2 separate regions of the Mus musculus genome follow, and region 1 is linked to region 2. The links are chromatin contacts, called in public promoter capture Hi-C maps. All regions are on one chromosome and are shown on one strand. The core of a region is the stretch at or near the end of the contact, and the rest is flanking DNA. Distances in the headings are between cores, read along the strand shown. Region 1 holds the start of Ndufv3 (NADH:ubiquinone oxidoreductase core subunit V3). Region 2 holds the start of Ppil1 (peptidylprolyl isomerase (cyclophilin)-like 1).

The links. Promoter capture Hi-C pulls out the DNA fragments that hold promoters and counts their contacts.
Region 1: a contact with region 2 is called in a promoter capture Hi-C map of liver, with 2.9 times the contacts expected there. The contact joins the promoter of Ndufv3 here to the promoter of Ppil1 in region 2. A contact is called at or near these places in 1 of 39 promoter capture datasets (liver) and 1 of 115 datasets of contacts at active chromatin or transcription factors (extraembryonic endoderm stem cells).

Annotation. Positions count from the first base shown.
Region 1 is chr17:31,518,380-31,521,416 of GRCm38.p6, reverse strand. It overlaps Ndufv3 (NADH:ubiquinone oxidoreductase core subunit V3), which reads right to left and starts at 1,302. Exons shown (of 4, transcript NM_030087.2): 1 at 1,156-1,302. The coding sequence starts at 1,203. It also overlaps a transcript of Wdr4 not described here.
Region 2 is chr17:29,262,613-29,265,798 of GRCm38.p6, reverse strand. Ppil1 (peptidylprolyl isomerase (cyclophilin)-like 1) reads left to right here and starts at 1,828. Exons shown (of 4, transcript NM_026845.4): 1 at 1,828-1,927. The coding sequence starts at 1,872.

The DNA.
Region 1 (3,037 bases), core at 53-2,552, 2.3 Mb before region 2:
TATACCCCAAGTTCCAGGAAAATCACTATTAGCATCTGGGTAAATGAAAACAACTTTATTTCCCTAATCTTTGCAGAAATTTCCCAAAATAGGCACTTGGAAAGTTTTTATTAAAAATAAAGACTTTGCCAGCTTCGTTATACAAAGCTTCAGGATATCTTGGAGAAGAGCCTGGTTCTATGTTCTGCAGAAACCTGGGGCTCAGGGGTTGGGAGGATGGGAGACAGATGCTTCTGAGAAAAGCTCTTGCTGTCACGTGTCCTGCAAAGCCTCAGTTAGACAGACCTGTGTTGGGGGGAGGGGGGGAGCCTGTGTTAGCATGGGGGAGGGGGGAGGGAAGTGCTGGCCTCTGGATGGCAGCCATCATGCCGGCTGTAACACTCAGGCCTGGATCCTGGATGCAAGGCCCAGTTGGCTCTCAGCCCAAGACTCCTGGGTCTTAATACAGGGCAGCCAGTTTACTCTACTGGCTATTTTGTTACTTTACAAAATACTATGTTTCTTTTTGCAAAATTATCTCCCTACAGTTAGTAAAGTTGCAGAAACACTATCTACTAGTAAATAGGATGTAGATAATTGCTTCAGAAGTGTTACAATTTGAGAAGAATCTTATTGTAATTCAGCCGGCAACCGCTAAGGTATGTGTTAGATCCTAGGATGCTTCATGCTAGGGAGGGGGTTGGGGGGTGGAGCAAAAGAACCGGAAAACTTCTATTTATACTGATGATTCTCCGTGTGTGTACAAATTATGTGTACCGATACACGCTGGAAAAAAATCGCTGGGAGCAATATACCTGAAGGAATAATTAAACAGTGCCCATTTGACGACGGGAGCCCTCTGTCACCTGTATTTTATATTGCTGTGAGCATTTCCTGCTTTGGGGCCAGTTCAATGACAGCTCTTGACAAGCAAGCGCAGGGCCCTAGGTTCCATCCACCGAACCCAACCCAAACAAAACCCAATACTAGTTTTGCAGAGAAAGCCAGGTTTCGTTTTAAAAACAGCCTCAGTGACTCGGTTTCACTCCTGCAGAGAAAACCCTTCTGTCCGGGTCAGGTGAGCACAGGCCCTAGGACCCCTCTCCGCACCGGGCCCACGGGTGCAGTTAAGGGTCAGGCTAAGGGCCCGGTATGTCCCGCCCGTTAGCCCTTTACCTTCAGCGCCCGGATCCGTCCTCCCCGCAGGAGGAGAGAGACCGCCATGGCACAAATGCCAAGAGCGGAGGTCGCACTTAGGTACGTGACCTACTTGTGCACACGCACCACCCCAGGCTCCGCCCCGCGTCCACGTTCACCAATCGCACACCATGGTGGACCCAAGCGTTTGCGCGCGCATTCTGGGAGGGCTCCTTAAGGCCACGCCCCTAACTGAGTCCACCAATTCCGGGTTCGGGAAAGCGTGGGGTCCTCCCCTGGGTAGATCCCGCTGAAAGTCCCGCCCCTCCGATTTGGGCCTGCCCACCTTGCCCTGATCTCGCCCTTAACTCTGGTCTGTAACCTACCAAAATTGCACAGCTAGAATCATGTCCTTTGCGTTTCTGGTTCGACTTGAGAGACTTCTGTGTTTGGTGAGATCTTTGTGAGTTTGTTGTTTCTTGGAGATACAACTCGGTGGTAGTGCGCTTGCCCAGTAGGGGCGTGGTCTTGAACAAACAAACCAGAAGCTGGGCATGGAGGTGCCCACCTACCATACCAGCAGTAGGGCTAGTTCAAAGACAGCCTGCTCTTTTACAGAGTAACTGTAAAGATTGTTTGTAATCAATAGATAAACTTGGGGCTAGAGAGATGGCTCAGCGATTAAGAGCACTGACAGCTCTTCCAGAGGTCATGAGCTCAAATCCCAGCAACCACATAGTGGCTCATAACCCTCTATAGTGAGATCTGATGCCCTCTTCTGGTGTCTGAAAATAGCTACAGTATACTTATATATAACAATTAAGTGTGGGGGGGGGGGAGGAGAAAGAAAAGTACCTGTCATTTGTCCCTATTATACACACACACACACACACACACACACACACACATATATATATATATACTCACACACATGCACACCCAACTTCACCAGTTGAGGACCAAGCCTTTAACACACAAAGCTTTTTGGAGAACCATATCTAAGGCACAGCTGTGTTACAGTATGTGTTATTGGAATTCCTCTTCCCACTGATTGATTGGTGGCCCCTCGCACACGTTTGCCCAGTGCACAGTAAGTATTTCACATAGATGGTTATGTCTATACCTCCAATTTTCCACCAAGGAAAATTCAATGTCAGTGAAAGGATTCAGAACAATGAAATGAATTACTGAGAAGAAAAAAAAATATTAGAGCTGTTAATGCTGTGTCCAGGCTGTCAGGGGGACAATGGCATGACGGGAGCTCCAAGGAGTGTTCAGGCTCCAGAGACAGAGTGCATTGCAGGCCTCTGAAGACTGGAGACAGCCCATGTGAGAGCATCTTCTAGATCTGAGAATGGGAAAGGTTTCTGTGACATGAGATTGCTACGGACACTGTGGGCTGAGAAGAAGCTCGATCTACCACACAAATAATTGTCCTTCTTCACCTACTCTTGTCTCCAGGGGACACTTGCATGCTTTAGAGGTGAGTAAATAATACTGAGGGGAACGGGTACCACCTGTCCTTTGTGGGACTGGAGTTGGAGCTGTAAAACCATAGGACTCAAAACCTCCACTTCTCACAGCCGACCAGTTTAGACGCTGGAGGAACTGGGAGATGCAAGAACAAATGCAAGGGAAAGACTACTCAGTGGGAGAGCTGTATGCATTTGCCCTCCGAGGGCTCATGAGCTGGAAGTTCTTGGTCTCCAGGGTGATGGTGAAGGACTAGAAGCAATAAGAGGTGGGGCTGTGGGAAGTAATCCATTATTATGGGTGTAGTAAGAGGTGGAGCCCATGGAAAGTAATTCCTCACTATGGGTACAGCTCTTGGAAGGGACTAATATAGCTACTATGGGAACCTGGTAATTCTCATAAGAAGTGTGTGATGTTTTGAGGGTGATTGCCTTGGTTGATTTGGAGG
Region 2 (3,186 bases), core at 579-3,078:
GAGTTCCAGGACAGCCAGGGCTACACAGAGAAACCCTGTCTCGAAAACCAAAAAAAAAAAAAAAAAAAAAAAAAAAAAAAAAAAAAAAGTACCCCTAAAAAAGATAAGATAAAATCTATAATTTTAGGCTGTGGAAGTTAGCTGCTTTTGATGGTTTAGTGTGTGCTTCTGACATGCTGGGCAACTAAGCTCTCACTGAGCTAGAGCCCCTGCCGCTTCTCTTCTCTGTGTATATGTGTGTCTCTCTGTGTGTGTGTGTGTATTTGTGTGTCTTATGAGAAGTTTTTTTCTTCTGCTGTATGGGTCCCAGGTTGAATTCAGGTCTTCAGGTTTGGAAGCAGGTAACTTTACCCTCTGAGCCACCTTTCCGGTCCAAGAGACTGTTTTTAAAAATAATTTTCCTTAATCATGAAAAATGTCATTCTTAGGGATGGAGAAATGGTTCAGGTGCTCTGTTCCTAACCTCCATATGCCAGCTAGAGCCTGCATGTAATTCCAGTTCTGGGGGATCTGACACACTCTTCTGGCCTCTGTGGGCTCCTGTGTGCCCATACAAACCCAGATACACACACACACACACACACACAAAATAAATAAAAAATTAAAGTCTTTTTTATTTATCTGATCTTTAATGGGAGAGCCTCCCCAGAGTGTTCACCCACAGCTCTGTTGGCCTGTAAGTAAGTACCTTGCACACTACGGTTCAGATTGCTTCTCTTTAATATGCATTGCTCAATTTTCTGAAGAGCCGTAGGTTGTTAAGAGTAAGCATTTGCTCAATTTTTGCTTTGCTGTGCAGGAAGTGGGTGGGTGGGAGGGTAGATGCATCTTAGAACTCAGGAAGTCTTGTAAATATTTTCCTACTTCTTTGTTGTTAATTATGGGATGTTCAATATAAAATATACATTTCCCTCGTGGCTCACTGAACTTGGAGAGAGCTATTTGGGCTAGACTGGATGGCTAGCCAGCTCCCTGGATTCTTCCCCATGGTCTCTGCTTTCCCGGTTGCTGAGGCCGCAAGTGCATATCTACCTGGCATTTGCATGGGTCCTAGGGACCTAAATTCAAGTACTTTACCCACTAAGCCCTGTTAGGCAAGCCGTCTACTAACTGGCCTGCATTTCCAGCTCCAAGGATACCTCTCTGAGTAGTCCTAGCTATCCTGAAACTCGCTCTGTAGAAGAGACCTTGTACAGGCCTTGAACTCTGAGATCCCCCTGCCTCTGCCGCTCCAGCGCTGGGGGCGTGCACCACTATCTCCTGGGACAGTCATTTTAAGCTTTGTCTCTCTTCCCAGCCTTTTCCTCTTTCCACATGCTCTTTGCTTTTGGAGTCTGTGGGATCAGATTTGCCATGTGGCACTTAACGGCGGAGTCTCAGTTTTCTCCGCTGAAAAACGGGACTCCTGTCATCCACAGGATTGCTTTAAGGAATAGACGCTGGGCGTGGTGGTGCACGCCTTAAATCCCAGCACTCGGCAGACAGAAGCAGGCAGATCTTTTTGAGTTCAAAGCCAGCCAGGGGCATCACCCAAGTCTGGGAACTAGGAAATTCTCCAGCCCTCCAATCAGAGTGAAGAAGGTTGTTCCCGCCTTCCGCGCCAAAACAGACCAATCACTGTTCCGGAGCGTGGCGCGAATCGCCCCTGGAGAATCTTGCACTTGTCTGAGTTCCTGCACTGAGCATTTCGACTTGCAACCCTCTTCCCAGCCTAGAAAGAAGGATCCTTCGTCATTCTTGTCCCAGCGCCCTAAATCCTGTCAAGCAAACGGGCGGATCGGCGGGAACCGGAAGTGTGTGCCCAGGGGCGGGTCCCGGGTTAACTCCGCCGGAAGTAGTGATTGCTAGCGGGGGGGATACCTTCGCTCAGCATGGCGGCGATTCCCCCAGACACCTGGCAGCCGCCCAACGTCTACCTGGAGACTAGGTGAGGGTTGGAGGTGGGGGAGGAATTGGTGGAGGGGACGCGGGTTCGTGCCGCAGTGGCCGGCCTGACTCGCAGGTTGCCCGCACGCACAGAGCTGCGGCCGGGAGTACCTGTAAGTTCTGAAGGGACCTCAGGGGAGCCCCTCCAACATCCCGGAGACCTCGACGATTTCTATCTGCTGTCCTTTCCCCACGACGTTTATTAGTTCATTTACCTATATCCACCTTCCATCTTCATTCATTCATTCACTCACTCACTCATTTTTTTTCTCAACAAGTGTGTGTTGATCACACAAGCCATGCGCGTAGGACCTGGATTTTTGAAAACACAAATCTGGATTATGGTGAAGGAGACAGATGTGTAAACATCACGGGACAAGTAGAGTTGTCTGAACAAATTTCTTTGGAAGTAGAAGAAAATTTATTTTCTCCAAAATCCAAGAGTGATCTTTGAGCTGGGGATGCCCGAGGCCCCAAGCTCGGGCTACAGCACCATATATACTCGGTGTGGTTGCACAAGCCTGTAATCCTAGCACTCTGGAGGTGGAAGCAGGAGGATCAGAAGTCCAGGGGCTGGGCTGGGCTGGATAGAATAGACTGCTTACCTAACATTCTATTATATTTATATTAATATATAAAATTAAGCCACCTCCTAGTGCCTTGCCTCCCTTGTGTGTGATTGCGCTCAGTTTACTATTGCTAGCAGCTCCTGTCCCGAAGGCTTTGTATCACACACACCCCTCCAGTTTTAGCAGAGAAATGGTGCATTTTATAGATTTACCTGCAACCTGGTTTTCATACTGATTGAAGGGAACCCTGCTTGGAGCCTGGTCTGCCCTGTCTACTGACTTGAGCCCCATTTTGTCTGCCCTTGGCTCCTGAGTGTAGACATTAGGAAGGCACGCACCACTGCTCTCGCTCCCAGTTCTACAGAGTGCTCACATTGCTGGACCTCCTGAACCTGGGCCATACAGATTCTCCCCAGAGCTCAGTGGGTAATGTACAGCAGGAGCCCCCTGCCTTGTTTTATCCTTAAAGGCACTAAGAGAAGAGAATAAAAGCACTCGTATGGGTGTATGTGGACATTTGAAGTAACCAGCCTATTTGCTTTACACATTCTCTTTAGATTTGATTTTTTTTAAAGATATATTTATTTATTTTATTTATATGAGTACACTGTACCTGTCTTCAGACACACCAGAAGAGGACATCAGATCCCATTACAGATGGTTGTGAGCCACCATGTGGTTGCTGGGAATT